Regions from separate parts of the Mus musculus genome. Here region 2 is linked to region 1. The links are chromatin contacts, called in public Hi-C maps. All regions are on one chromosome and are shown on one strand. Each heading gives the region's core, a stretch centred on a gene start, on an enhancer-like site or on the middle of the called end of the contact. The rest is flanking DNA. Distances are from core to core; before and after follow the strand shown.

What was found. Hi-C and Micro-C count contacts between places; a contact is called where the count stands out from the background.
Region 2: a contact with region 1 is called in a Hi-C map of rod photoreceptor, with 2.2 times the contacts expected there. The contact joins the enhancer-like site here to the promoter of Zfp800 in region 1. A contact is called at or near these places in 1 of 39 promoter capture datasets (erythroid cells), 1 of 15 datasets of contacts at CTCF or cohesin (the NIH/3T3 cell line), 5 of 484 Hi-C or Micro-C datasets (CD4 T cells, conventional dendritic cells, macrophages and 2 more), 4 of 115 datasets of contacts at active chromatin or transcription factors (bone marrow-derived dendritic cells, bone marrow-derived macrophages and embryonic stem cells) and 1 of 9 other capture datasets (pancreatic islet).

The regions. Positions count from the first base shown.
Region 1 is chr6:28,258,293-28,265,576 of GRCm38.p6, reverse strand. It overlaps Zfp800 (zinc finger protein 800), which reads left to right and starts at 3,653. Exons shown (of 6, transcript NM_001081678.2): 1 at 3,653-4,097; 2 at 4,741-4,859. The coding sequence starts at 4,799.
Region 2 is chr6:28,292,243-28,299,526 of GRCm38.p6, reverse strand. It overlaps a transcript of Zfp800 not described here. Among named protein-coding and RNA genes, the nearest start is that of Zfp800, 34 kb to the right of the region's middle. Within about 2 kb of position 3,341, at least 3 of the 459 cell types and tissues checked have an H3K27ac peak or open chromatin away from gene starts, as enhancers often do. A contact at or near this core is called in rod photoreceptor, where this site is marked.

The DNA of each region.
Region 1 (7,284 bases), core at 2,404-4,903:
ATTCATCGCCATGACCAAATATCTGATATAACTCCAAACTGTAGAAGGCCTGTGGCTCATGGTTTCAGAGGTCCCAGTTCACACATCTTGGCTTGGTTGGCTCTGGGACCCAAAGTGAATCGGAACAACACAGTAGCAAAATAATATGACAGAACTGTTCATTTCATGGTAGCTAGGAAGAACAAAAGAAGAAAGGGACCCGAGATCAGATATAACCTTCAGTGTCTTGTCCCCAGTGATCTTCTTCCAGACAGGCCTTGAATGCCAAATTTCCATACCTTCCAAAATAGTGTCACCAGCTTGGAAAAAAAGAGTTCAACATATGGTCCTGTCGGGTATATTTTACAGTCAAACCTCAACAAACATTAACCTGTTGCCTAGGTTACCTGAAATGGTTTGGGAACATTGTTTATAAAAATAGGGTGATAATTCCAGATATCCAAATTTTCTTTAAGTTCTGGAGCACCATAACATTTCAGTTCTTGTGATTTAGCAACTCCATTTTGACTTTGTGTTCAGACACGCTAGTTTTGTTTTGCTGAGACAGCGTCTCTCTCATGTAGCTCAGGCTGACATCAAATTGCTATGTAGACAAGAATGGCCTTGAACTCCTGAATTCCTCCTTCTACCTTTGCCTCCTGACATCGCCATGCTCACTGTATACACAGTATCTTGACACAACACACCATTCATAGCTGGCAGGATTTACTGGTTCATCTTTTACATCCTATGTCATTGTTCCCCAACAGATATGGTGAGGGCCAACACAGAAGTGTCAATTCAGCCTTAATGGCTAAATTCATGAGTTTCTTAGTTACAATGCTTCAGATGTTGGCTCATCTTTCACCTGCAAATTCAATTTTTTACTTCAGTTTCACCACCTATACAATGGAAGAGAGAAACGTCATTGTGTAGCTGATGGGACTGAAATTAAAACACTTTTTAAGGACTAAAGGCATCTTAGGTATTAGTACTGTCATTATAGTATGAAGCTACCTAGGTCTGGAAAGCAGTTATTACTAGTCACTTGATATTTCTCTGTTTTCTTGGGTATAAAGTAAGGCTTACTAGATAATTTTCATGGTTTATTTTCATCTTTAAAACTCTTACGACTCAGTGTTTAGTATGTGTTCTACTCATATCTCAATTTTGTCTGTGCTTTTCACATTGTTTACAGTTTAATGTTAGCAACTGAGGCCCTTCTGGTAAGGATCCCTTATTTATAACGCTGCACTTACAAAGCAATTCTATTTACTTAAAACTTTTATATGCATATGAGTGTTTTGCTCTCAAGTTTGTAAGTGCACCACTTGTCCCTGGTGCCACTGGGAATCTGAAGGGGGGTTGGAGGCTCATGAATTGGAGTTGCAGCAGTGAGCTGCCATGTGGGTGCTGGGAACCAAACCCAGATCCCCTGCAAGAGCATTAAGTGCTCTTAACTATTGAGCCATATCTCCACCCTCCATAAAACAAGTTTTAACACTAACACCTGGTAAGAAAACATTTAAATTCTTACAAATAATACTTCCCTGGCTTATAAAATTTTAGTATTTTTAATACATGTATTACACTCATTGTGTCAAATTAAGGTAAATATCCTTTGAAACAAAAATGCTTTACTTAAAAATTTACCACCCAGCTATCACCAATGTTGATCATTTTCTCTCCTTTCAGTTTCTCACTGCAGTTTTGAGTGATTTGTATTTTTGTATCATATTTTTTGTGCATCATTATTTTATACCATTTCAGATAATATAGTCATTTTTTAAAGAGTGGAATTTTAATTTTATTTACAGAACACTTAAAGATAAATTATAGATTAATAAAAACTCTTTTTATTAAAATCACATATGCTTCATTCAGACAAAAGCACATATAATTCCAAGTACAGCATCTCTCACATTTCAAAAATATATCTTTTTGGTTTAAGCATATTCCACATAGTTAATATTACACATGATAGTTTTGTTGGTTGGATAGGTTAAAGGTCCATGTTGTATGTCTTCTTCAATTGCTCAATTTACTTTTTGAGACAGGGGCTCTCACTGAGCCTGGACCTAATCCGTTTGGTTGTGCCAGCTGGCTGGCAAGCCTCAGGGATTCTTCTCTCTTGGTCTCCCTAGCACTGGAATTGCAGGTGAACGTTCACCTCCAACGTTTTTGTACCATGTGTTCTGGGATCACACTCAGGTTTTCTTGACCAGACTTAACTGACAATGTCATCTTTCCAACCCCCAAATATGATTTCTATTGGCTGCATAATACCACCACATAGAAGTGGCCATTTATAGCATATTGACCTATAATCTGCATTTGCTTCATGTGGGTAGTGATTCTTGACAATGGAACAGAAAATGAGATCATAATATAATATCCTATGTAGCTGCAGAACATTTATTCTATTCTGCTCCAACCGTACAAGACGTATGCAAGTATTCCATTCAACAGTCCTATAGTAACAACTGCATTTGCTTACAAACTTCCTTTGGAATTTTGAAAATTGATTTTGGTGATTTTTCTCTTCACAAACACAGAGCCTAGTGTGGTGTCAGCCTGTAACCCCAGCTTTGAAAAAGAAAGTGCATAGTGGCAGGAGGAGAATCCTGATTTCAGGGTCATCCTGGGCTACTCAGCTAGTTCCAGGCAAGCCTGAGCTACACAGCAAGACCATCTCAAAACAACAAAAAACAAAAAACCCAAAATACAAACACATAGTGCCTTCCTTCCTAAACTTTTCTTTTTTCAGAAGCTCCAAAACTGGAACTTGAAAACTGGAAGTTAGTTAATTGTGGTTTTCATTCATCCTGAGAAGATAAAAAAGGTCAAATGGGAGCTCTCACAAAACCCTGACCAATAGCTGACACCTATTCGAGTGAAGTTAGCAAGGGCAAGAATTCCATCTCAGAGTTGGGAAGAAGGTGGCGGCAGCAGCTACTGGATATGAAAAGCAGCTCAAGGTTTGTAGATTTGACAGAAGATGGCCATCTTCGATCTGATCTTCGGGGATTTTCCAAGCAGGATGCTGGTGCCCAAGAGGGAAAGTGCGTGTTAGCCATGTGACCCAACTTCACTTCCAGGTTTGCACCCTCAGAACGTTGCCAATCGCGTTCTTTCCCAGAGCCCGACTTAGACTCTCCTGTCCCAAGTTCCAGGAGGTACACTTGGACAACAGCTGGCGAGCCAGCACCTGACAGCTCTCCCGATCCAGTCCACTTCGGGCTCCCAGTCCCTCCTTTTCTCCTCCGCTTCCCCAACTCTGCCTGGGTCGGATCCGCCGAAGCGCAGCAGCGCGAGCAACAGTTTGGTGCCCGAGCGAGCGGCGCGTGCCCGGGGAGGGGAAGACGCGCCCGCGGTTCTGGTTCTCACACCTCCGGGCGCACGCAGCCTCCGGCCGTCGCTCCGCAGCCGCCGGCGGGAGGACGCACGGGCGCGCGCCGGCGAGGCCCGCCAGCTACCCGGCCGCCCTCGGCGCCCGCCAACCCCGCAGTCTACCCTCCTCCGCCCGAGGCCGGCCCCGCGCGTCGCCTCCCCACCGGGGCTGCCCGCCCAGCGCATGCGCGCCGCGCTGCCGGGCGTGCCGGCCACACTCCCCCCACCCACTCCGTGAGCTTGTCACTTCCTGCCCTCGCCCCATCTCCGTCCGGGGTCAGTCAGTCGCTCCCTGTCGCAGCCGGAGACTTCTCTGCTTCCCCCTTCCTACCCTCTCTGCACGGCGGTCGCTCGGGCTGTCCGGGGAAGGGGCGGCCACGAGAGAACGGGACTGACTTCCATAAAGTTTCCCGAAGCATCTGCTACCCGCAAGGCCCCAGGTGGGGGACCCGCGCGGCTCCCCGCCCCTCTCCAAAGCCCGGGGGACCGTTGCAGGTGGAGCGGCGCGGCGCTGAGGGGAGCCGGGCTCGGCGCGGCCGTTGCCCTGGCGAGGGGCGCCTCAGTCCTGCCTGCTCCGGTTCCAGCTCCTTCGGCTGCTGCGCCCGGCGGTTCGTCCTGTCAACTGCCTGCGCCCGCGCGCCGCCAGCTCGCCGGCCCGGAGCGCGGAGGGCTGCCGTGAGCCGCCGCCACCGCCACAGCCGCCACCGCAGCCGCGGCCCGAGGACGTGGTGAGCTGTGGCGCTTCCGCGTCGGCGCCGCCGGGGACTCTTTGGGAGCGCGCCGGGGCCGAAGCCCGCTCGGCTTCACGCGCTGCGCCGGGGCTGCGCCAGGTGGGGCCCTCGGCCGCGTCGTGCGCCCGGCTGGTGCCGCGGCCCGCCCGCCCGCTGGCCGGCCGGCCGCTCCGGGAGTTGAGTAAGTTGGGCGCACTTGGCGGCGCGGACCGGACCCGACCTGCGCCGGGGAGACCCCCCGACGCACGTGCGTGGCCGGAGGGCGCGCGAGCCGCTCCTCAGCCGCGCAGGGGCCCCGTCGCGTCCCGCGTCCCGCGCCCGGCTCTCCGCGCGCCCGCCCGCTCGCTCGCTCGCTCGTCCGCCCAGCACGGCGAGGCCGCAGCCGCCTGCGCAGCCCGCCAGGCCTTCGCCGTGCGCTGCGCTGCCCTGCGCGCCGGACGCTGCGTTTCCGGGTAGGGCGGTGAACCTGTGCGGGGACGTGGGGCCGGAGGCCGGGCGAGCGGCGGTTTCTTTTCCGAGCGGAAGGTGCGGGCCCGGGGTGAGGGCAGAGAGCGCATGGTGGGATGGTCTGTGGAAATTGCAGCCACAGCCTCCATAGAAGTTCAGGGATAGTGATGGGTTTGTGCTTCTCTGTCCACAGCCAAGCCGCAATGAAGAGCTTCTCACAGTGAAAGGAAAATAGGTCGCACCCGTTAAAAATGCCTTTGAGGGACAAATACTGTCAAACGGACCACCATCATCACGGATGCTGCGAACCAGGTAAGTCCGTTTTTTTCTCCCCAGTGTCTTTGCTCTCCTTCACCAGAGCTACTCGGCTTTCTGCGTTGTCTCTAAGAAGTCTTTCCTAAGTAACTCGGTTTCTCCTGCGTAAAACTACTCGCGTAATGCCAAAAGCCTGTACAAACTGGAGATCTCCATTGCTTGAGCCCCCAGAGAAAGTGCCACAAGTGTCACCGTCAATCATTTCCACAAGGTCGGGCAGCTCCTTTCCCTTCTTTTTCAAGGCAGCTTCGTTATTGGTTCACTCCATGCTCTGAATGTTTAAAATGGAAGAAGAAGGTAAAGATGAGATAGGTGATTACTACCATTCAGCTTCTTGAAAATTTCTTATTGTTAAAATAACTTTCCCTTGAAGTGTTTTAATCCATAGTATAAAGTTTACCACTCCCACAAACAAACAAACAAACAAAGCCAAAAGTTTAATTTGGGTCAAGAAGGTTGATTGAACCTGTAGGGACAAGTGGACTTTTTGAATTTAAAAAACATCTTAAATGTTTCGGATAGAATTTATTGTATTGTATTGCTTAGAATATATAGAGTATTTAAGGTATTTTATTATGTTGAGCAGATTCTGTTTAATTTATGATATTAAAACTTTTTTGAGTCTCATAAAGAATTTATTAGTGAGTTTTAATTTAACAGGCATTGTAAACTGTTGAGGGCCTTATCTTAAAAGGACTCACAGTGTCAACTACGAATAAAGGTCTTTCTATTCTAATTCAAAGACATGCGTTTATCAGTTTTTACTTTTAAGTTACCAGGGTTGGTAACTTCCCCCGCCTACTTTGGATTGCTTTTAATTGAAATATTTTAATTATGCTCATGTATTTAGATTTTTTTAGCAGAGTATTTGAAGCTACTTTTTTTGAGTAAGAGAAACGTGGTAACAGTAAAGGGGACACACTCCTTTGCGTTACAGGACATTACCACTGGACTTCAGCCTGTGTCTGTTGTGTTTGCTTGGATCAGTTCTAACCTAGTAAAACAGGTACCTCTAGGAGGGGACCTCATTTTCATTCATCTTCTGACCCATCTAACTTAAGCACCCTTTATACCTTACCTTTTATATATTTGAAGTGAAGATGTATTTCTTGGTTTTTACTAGTTTGCTTATTCATTTTTTTTTTAACAAATCATTATTGAGCATGTCTTAGATACTAGGTCTTGCCCAAGGCACTAGCAATATAGATGGTGAAAAAGAGTTTTCCTCATATGTGTATGTGTATGTATATATAGTTTTTGAGTGGGAAGAGATAGATTTAAACAAATAATGTAATTTGTGAACATGATTTACGGTACATGTTGGTAATTAAGTATTTAAGAGAAAGGTGCTTTCTGGATTTTAATTTTTAAATGTGGATTAAATTTTTTTATTCCCCATTAACAAGAAATCTTTAAGTATCATTAATTAAAAATTAAAAGTTGCTGCTTATTAAAATGTGCTTTTTTTTTTTTTTTAAAAGAATGAAATGCTTTGGAATGTTGATTTCAATGGAAAGCTGGGCTCTTGATGACTTTTAGGTTAGGCGGCTGTCATCACTGCAGGAAAGGTGTGTGCTGAGTTGAGGGCATTTCCAGGTCTGGAGGAAGTGTGGTATGATAGTCATGAAGCTGTCCTCAGATGCACGCAGGAGGATGCTGTGCTTGAGAAACTATCTAATGGGCTTTCATGAGAGGTATCCATCATTTGGATTATAGACAGAGGGTGAGGCCTGAGATGAGACCATTCTGTCTCCATGGAATTGGTCAATTTATACTGAGGGGTGTTATTAGAAGTCTTATCAGTATGTGCATAGTCTTAATTTAACAGATTGTTTAAAATAGAAGTTTTCAGAAATTCAAAAACCAAGGATGTGATGTAACCATCATGCAGAGCCATCATTTATCATTCCATGGAAATCTGTTTTCCATTATTTTCTCCTTTCCCCAACATTTCCCTGGTCTGCTCTCTAACTTCTCCTCCAACTTCTCTTTTTTAGTAAGCAAATCCTAGACATCATGGTTAGAAAGATCTTTAAGGAACTTGTTTTAAGGCAGGAGAGACTTTTGCAAAAATAGATAAGTGCTCCTGGAAGAGAGTAGGTTGTTCTGAGGGTCTGAGTGTTTCTAGTTGGGGAGATAATTGTTTAAAACGTTTTGTAACCTGGGTGGATCTGGGCTGTGTGAGAGGACAGTTTAGCAAGTTACAGATATGTGTGTATGTATATATAAGTGTGTGTGTATACAAGCACATTTCAAATGAAAAAGTGTATTTTAATAATGGGAGCTACATAGATAGTGCCCATGTAAAGCTGACTCGGTAAGTATGTTTTCTAGTGGGAGGTTCTGAGGCTGGTAGGTAAGAGGCTGGGTACTGTCATGTGCGTGTTGAAGTTGCTATATTAGAGAAAGGTTTTGGAGTATA
Region 2 (7,284 bases), core at 2,092-4,591, 34 kb before region 1:
AGATAAGAATGGATCAATTTGCATTCTTCTACATGATAACCGCCAGTTGTGCCAGCACCATTTGTTGAAAATGCTGTCTTTTTTCCACTGGATGGTTTTCAATCCTTTGTCAAAGATCAAGTGACCATAGGTATGTGGGTTCATTTCTGGGTCTTCAATTCTATTCCATTGATGTACCTATCTGTCGCTGTACCAGTACCATGCAGTATTTATCACAATTGCTCTGTAGTACAGCTTGAGGTCAGGCATAGTGATTCCCCCAGAGGTTCTTTTATTGTTGAGAATAGTTTTTGCTATCCTAGGTTTTCTGTTATTCCAGATGAATTTGCAAATTGCCCTTTCTAACTCTGTGAAGAATTGAGTTGGAATTTTGATGGGGATTACATTGAATCTGTAGATTGCTTTTGGCAGGATAGCCATTTTTACTATATTAATCCTGCCAATCCATGAGCATGGGAGATCTTTCCATCTTCTGAGATCTTCCTTGATCATCAGGGAAATGCAAGTCAAAACAACCCTGAGATTCCACCTCATACTAGCCAGAATGGCTAAGATCAAAAATTCAGGTGACAGCAGATGCTGGTGAGGATGTGGAGAAAGAGGAACACTTCTCCATTGCTGGTGGGATTGCAAGCTTGTACAACCACTCTGGAAATCAGTCTGGGGTTCCTCAGAAAATTGGACATAGCACTACTGGAGGATCTAGCAATACCTTTCCTAGGCATATATACAGAAGATGTTCCAACCGGTAAGAAGGACACATGCTCCACTACATTCATAGAAGCCTTATTTATAATAGCCAGATGCTGGAAAGAACCCAGATATCCCTCAACAGAGGAATGGATAGAGAAAATGTGGTACATTTACACAATGGAGTACTACTCAGCTATTAAAACAATGAATTTATGAAATTCTTAGGCAAATGGATGGATCTGGAGGGTATCATCCTGAGTGAGGTAACCCAATCACAAAAGAACTCACATGATATGTACTCACTGATAAGTGGATATTAGCCCAGAAACTTAGAATACCCAAGATTCAATTTGCAAAACACATGAAACTCAAGAAGAAAGAAGACAAAAGTGTGGATACTTTGTCCCTCCTTAGAATGGGGAACAAAATACTCCATGGAAGGAGTTACAGACACAAAGTTTGGAGCTGAGACGGAAGGAAGGACCATGTAGATACTGTCCCATCTGGGGATCCATACCATAATCAACCACCAAACGCAGACACTATTGCATATGCCAGCAAGATTTTGCTGACATGACCCTGATATAGCTGTCTCTTGTGAGGCTATGCTAGGGCCTGGCAAATACAGAAGTGGATGATCACAGTCATCTATTGGATGGAACACAGGGCCCCCAATGGAGGAGCTAGAGAAAGTACCCAAGGAGCTAAAGGGGTCTCTAACCCTATAAGAGGAACAGTATTATGAACTAACCAGTACCCCCTGAGCTCATGTCTCTAGATGCATATGTAGCAGAGGATGGCCTAGTTGGCCATCAATGGGAGGAGAGGCCCTTGGTCTTGTGAGGATTATATGCTCCAGTACAGGGGAACACCAGGGCCAGGAAGCAGGATTGGTTGGTTTGGGGAGCAGGGCAGGGGCAGGGTATAGGGGACTTTTGGGATAGCATTTGACTTGTAAATGAAGAAAATATCTGATAAAAAATTGTTAAACAATATGAACTAACCAGGACCCCCAGATCTTGTGTCTGTAGTTGCATATGTAGCAGAAGATGGCCTAGTCGGCCATCATTGGGAAGAGAGGCCCCTTGGTCTTGCAAATTTTATATGCTTCAGTACAGGTGAAGGCCAGGGCCAAGAAGTGGGAGTGGGTGGGTAGGGGATGGGGGGGGGGAGGTATGGGGGACTTTCAGGATAGCATTTGAAATGTAAATGAAGAAAATACCTAATAAAAAATTGGAAATAATTGTTTAAAAAAAGAATGGGTCCTTTAACAGCCAGACAAAGATGGAGGACTGATTCAGGGGCCAACCCCTCCCAGCTGAACTATTTCAAAGAAAGGGCAGTTACCTTTAGTTGTGTACAAACAGGTTATCTTACTAGGCTCTAATGGATAGTCTCAAAGCATGGGTCTGGGTTAACCAATGGCCACACAATGATACTGGAAGTCATGAATCTGGAAAATGGACTGGGGGTTGACTGGAACAGAACATAAGTGAAAATGTGTGGGAGAGAGTAACCAGAATACACCATATACATGCACAGAACTGTCAAGAAACTAACATAGTTTAGAAAGAGAGAGAGAGAGAGAGGGAGAGAGAGAGAGAGAGAGAGAGAGAGAGAGAGAGAGAGAGAGGGAGGGAGAAAGAAAGATGTAAGTAAAAAAAGAGAGAGAAAAGGTCATGTCTATGATTTTTATAAACTGTCCAGAGTAGGCAAATCCATAGAGGAAACAAAGAACAGACTAGTGATTTCCAGAGGCTGGGGGACGAGAAGGGGCGTGACTGCTGGAGAGTATGGGTTTCTTTGGGGCGTAGTTAGCCGGTTCTGCAGTCACATACAATTTAGTAAATGGAGTCAAACTGACTAGATTGTTACCTCAAATGGTAAATTTAGTTGCCAATGATATTGCAATAAAAAGAGGTATGAACACATATACACATAGCAAAATGATGCTATATCTAATGATGCTATATCTAATGTACACTTTTGATCTATCTATCTCTCTATCTCTCTCTCTATCTATCTATCTATCTATCTATCTATCTATCTATCTATCTATCTATATTTGTATCTTCCTTGCTACATACTCTGCTGCTGCTATTTTGATCTTTGCTTGTTAGGTTTCAAACCCAGGACAAAAGGCTGAGGCGTCTATTCAACATATCAGAGTGGAACTAGCATAAGCTTCCTACCTGGTGGCATAATTTCCCCCTTCTCTAAACTTCTCTCCAGCCGAGACGCTGGGCTTCCTCTTCCCTTCCCCCAGCCTGATTGATCCCCATATAATCCAGCCATTGGGGCTAAGCCGGTTTCTTGGCCTCTTGGCCTGGGCGGCCTCCTGGGCAGCAGCAGTTCCTCTCTTGCTCTCCCTCCGCCTTTCTTCTCTCAGCCTTTCTTCTCTCAAGGTCTGGTTTAATCTGCTGGCCGCTTTTAGTCTGGACTGTTCCCTCTGCCAGCTTTCTCCCTTATCTCTACAATAAAATTTTTCTCCACGCTTTGGGAGTAGCCATGTCCTCCTCCTTTTGTTCTTTTAAAAAATTCCGTTTTAAGATGAAAGACGTCTTTGCGTGGCCTTCAGGGTTTCCCCAGCCTCCTCTCACATCTTGGCCCCTTTGCAGCCGACCCACAGACCCACGGACCCACGGAGACCTTTGCTCCGCCAGGACTGCCTGCATCTCTTCCCGCTTCACTTTGTTTTCCTGTGCTTTTTTGTTCTTTCTTTAAGGACACCTCTCATGTCTTCCTGGTCAAGGTCAAACCCTCCCTTTAACTCTCGTTGGTGGCATCTCTTATCACACCACTTAATATATTATGCACATTAAATTTGCATTTTAGTGGTACTGTTTGAACTAATCTCTTCTTCCTTCAATTAGACTATAAACTCCTTGAAGGCTAGAATAACTGTGATTCTGATGATCCCTGTATACATTACAAAATCTGACATCCAGTCCTTAGCTGACACGCAGTAATTCATATTTGTTAAACGGTTAAGTAGTAGATTGTTTTTTCTTTTGTCCCTGCAATGTCGCGGTACTTCAGTTCCAATAACGCCCATTCAGTTGTTCACAAAACGTTCACTGTTCCCTATGTGCTGTGCCAAGCATGGAATGATTGCTTGGGAAATGATTATGGGACAATCAGCAACGACTAGAGAGAGAGAGAGAGAGAGAGAGAGAATTTTCTTTTTACCCTGAGATAATTCTCACTCCCACCCACCAACCCTACTCCTCCACCAACATTGTCTCTCTGCTGAGGATTGAATCCAGGACCCTAAGCATGCTAGACAAGCTTTCTTCCCTTGATCAACATCCCAGCCCTTAGACCCTGGGGACTCTTCAGTATATTATTTTTGACAAGGTTAGTCAACCAATAATGTAGCATAATCTTGAAGCTTTTTTCTAGGTCTTAACCTAATCCCACTGCTAAAATTCCAGCTCAACTGCAAATTTAATTTTGCAGCAAGTCGGACTACTGGTGTATGTAAGGAGACATAATGCCAACAAGTGTTTCCATTTCTTGTCTAGATGTTCTCTGCCCTTCTGAAGCTGCCAAAAGACAGCTATTGCACTTTCGTGATTTTTAGTCTTTTAACAAATGAAAATCAAAAGCAAATCAATGTTGATATATATATATCAACATATAAAAGAGTGGCATATTCATTTAACTCCAAAAGTCTATGTAGTAATATATTTTTGTTCTAAATAAACATGGTTTTTTCAAATTATGTGAATTGGTTCTTCCAAGCTGATTACTATCATTTTGGCTAAAAGTATCATGGAAGGATATTGTTTTTTCCTTAAAAAAAAGAAAAAAAAAGTTTGTGTTAAATCTCAGACATGGGGGCAAATGGATAAAGTGCCTAATTAACATGTCAAAGTGAACCCTGCTGTCAGATCTTCTGGTAATCTCAGCCCCTGCCTTTTAAGTGGTCCTCCTGGCTGGCATTACCCTGAGCTCTCCAGCCAGTAGGCTGCTTTTTTCCCCCTCTATAATCCAACCCCTTTTTTGGTTACCTGCCCCTGTTTGTACCTGGGGCTTTCCTGGCTGCTGCCCCTGGCTCCCCTCTCTCCCTGTTCCTTTCCTTTCCTTCGCTCCCCACGCAGCTCAGGGTCATGCCCACTCTGGGCTCTACCGGACATGTCTGCCTCTGGCAGTGCTCTCCCTTTTATCTGCCATAGTTTCTCCTCCACCACACCTAGGAGCAGATGTGTCCTTTCCTTTTCTTTCCTTTTCTCACCAGTTTGGTGCTTTTAATCGGAAAGCAAGTTAACAAAAGCTTGAAAGCATGCATGAAAACAGCAGCTTCGGTAAAATCTACACAGAGACTGCAAGAATCAGAGTGTATAAATGCCAGGAGGTGGAGCTTCCTTCATTGTTTGGAATGTGTAGTCCTCGATGACTGGCATGTAGCAGGTGCTCAATAAATATGCTACACAAATGAATGAAGATGTTTTAATAGCATGTCTGATACGTATAGAGGATACACTAACAATGCCCGATTCTACTGTAAGCATCAATAGGTGAAATCATTGGTTTATGTTCGAGTTTACAGAAGAAACAGCAAATAAAAAATATTAATTTTGACCTAAAAAGGAGTGTGTGTGTGTGTGTGTGTGTGTGTGTGTGTGTGTGTGTGTGTGTGGAGTAAATCTGTCCTCTTCTGGAATAGTTTGTGATACAAGCTTGTTCTGATTTACTGCATTTTTACCTTTGAATTTAGAATCTTGAAAATTTGGATTAAGATTTGGTACCAGTCTGTCCCTTCTATTTTTGCAGAATTCCGGGGTTATAGAGAATTCCAATGCCCCCTGGACACCTCCCACCCTTGTCACAACTGCCATCTAGTTTTTATAATAGCATGCCAAGGGTGTAGTCCAAGATTTCAACTGGAGGGGAACTTACTACCTCCTATATATAATAGTCCACTCATTGGTTAAGCAATTATTTTATCCATGGTTTATCTTTCTAGGCTTCTCAGACCACAGTGAGAATATATGCTTAAAATCAACCTGTTTTGTTTTGCATTGAACACCCCTCATATGTATTTGAAGTTCTTACTGAATAGGCACCATTCCCCAGTTTTATGTTACAAGTAGAGAATGGTTTCTGGTCTTCCTTTTTCTGAGCTTCCTCTGGGGATTGTATTTCTGATTATAGTTTTTTTAAAAAAAGTGTGTGGCACCCAGCTGGATGCCATTTTGAGTGTGGTTTGTATGGAGTCATTATGCATCTGACATACTGGCTTTGTAGAGCCATGAGTCTCCTAGACACTTTTTCCCCTGACTGTATAGTAACAGTTTCTACTGACCTCTGCCCCTGTCTCTCATGGAAGTATGGGAGTGGCAGTAGTTCAGGTCTCAGAACAAACTACCGAAGAGAGTATGTATTTCCTTTGTTATGTGCTCAGAGGTCATATGAAGGTTAAAATAAAGCCTGATAATGGTTTTCCTTTTGCTTATAAGTAGATTATGAACCTAACGTGGCCAGTCTGTTGTCTGGCATAAGAATGAGTCATTAAAGGGTAGTCAGTTTTCTTTTCCTCTTGTTACATCTTTGTATTTTTTTCCTGCCCCTTGTGAAGCAGGACAGTTATTCAAGGATGAATTAGTAGGCGATAGCTGATTTCCTGTTGGCGCTCTTTCACTTCCCAGAAAATGGGATATCTTTGTTTTCTTTAAATAAAATCCTGAGACAGCTAGATTAAATACAAAGCAAGATAGGCTTCGAATATTTTCAGACAGAGCATTCCTGCTTACCAACCTCGCCTCCTTTCTCTGCATGTTACTTACATCCTACAGACACACCATTGCGGAGTCATTCCTCTGACCAGGCTGTGTATTTTAAATGAGGAAGAACAAGATGCGAAGGGTTTCAATGATGTCTTTTCTCACCCTGACTGCATTGTGAGACGATTCTTAGTTTAAGGAGAGATTAAGAAAAGAGAACTAATGTGGGGAATTTTTGAACATTCTTTTGTATTTGTTTCACTTTTGAAAAAGAAAGAAAGCAAGCAACTTTGTTCCTGTTGTAGAAATGAAACCTAGTTACCCAGAACTCTGACAGCTCTTCCAACAGTAAGGTCATTAAAAATGCACTGAACATCAAAGCAGTTAGGTTCCAGGGTTAACTTTAGAAAACAGAGTAGCTCTACATAGAGGTATCCCCAATAAGGTGCCAAGAGTCTTTAAGCAGCATTGAAAACAGTGGTGCTACCCCAAACCCTCACAGCTAAGTGTTCCTAGGTGATTTAGTGCTGACTGACAGTATTAGTTACTTTTGCCTTCAGAAGTTTGACCAAAACACCTGACAGAAACAACTTAATGGAGGAAGCGTTGGTTTTGGCTCCTGGTTTCCTAAGTTCCATTCTGTTCTGGCAAAGAAGGCATGGAAGAGTTTGCAGAGACAGGAACTCAGTGGAGACTTCTTACCCAAGGATGGACCAGGAGGCAGAGTGGCTGAGCCTGGGGCTATGATGTCAAAGGCCTTCACCTTCTGCCAGTCAGGCCCTGCCTTCTAAAGGTTCCAGTTTCTTAAAATATTTGCCACCTATTAGGATATAACAAGCCTATGGGGGACATTTCAAATCCAAGT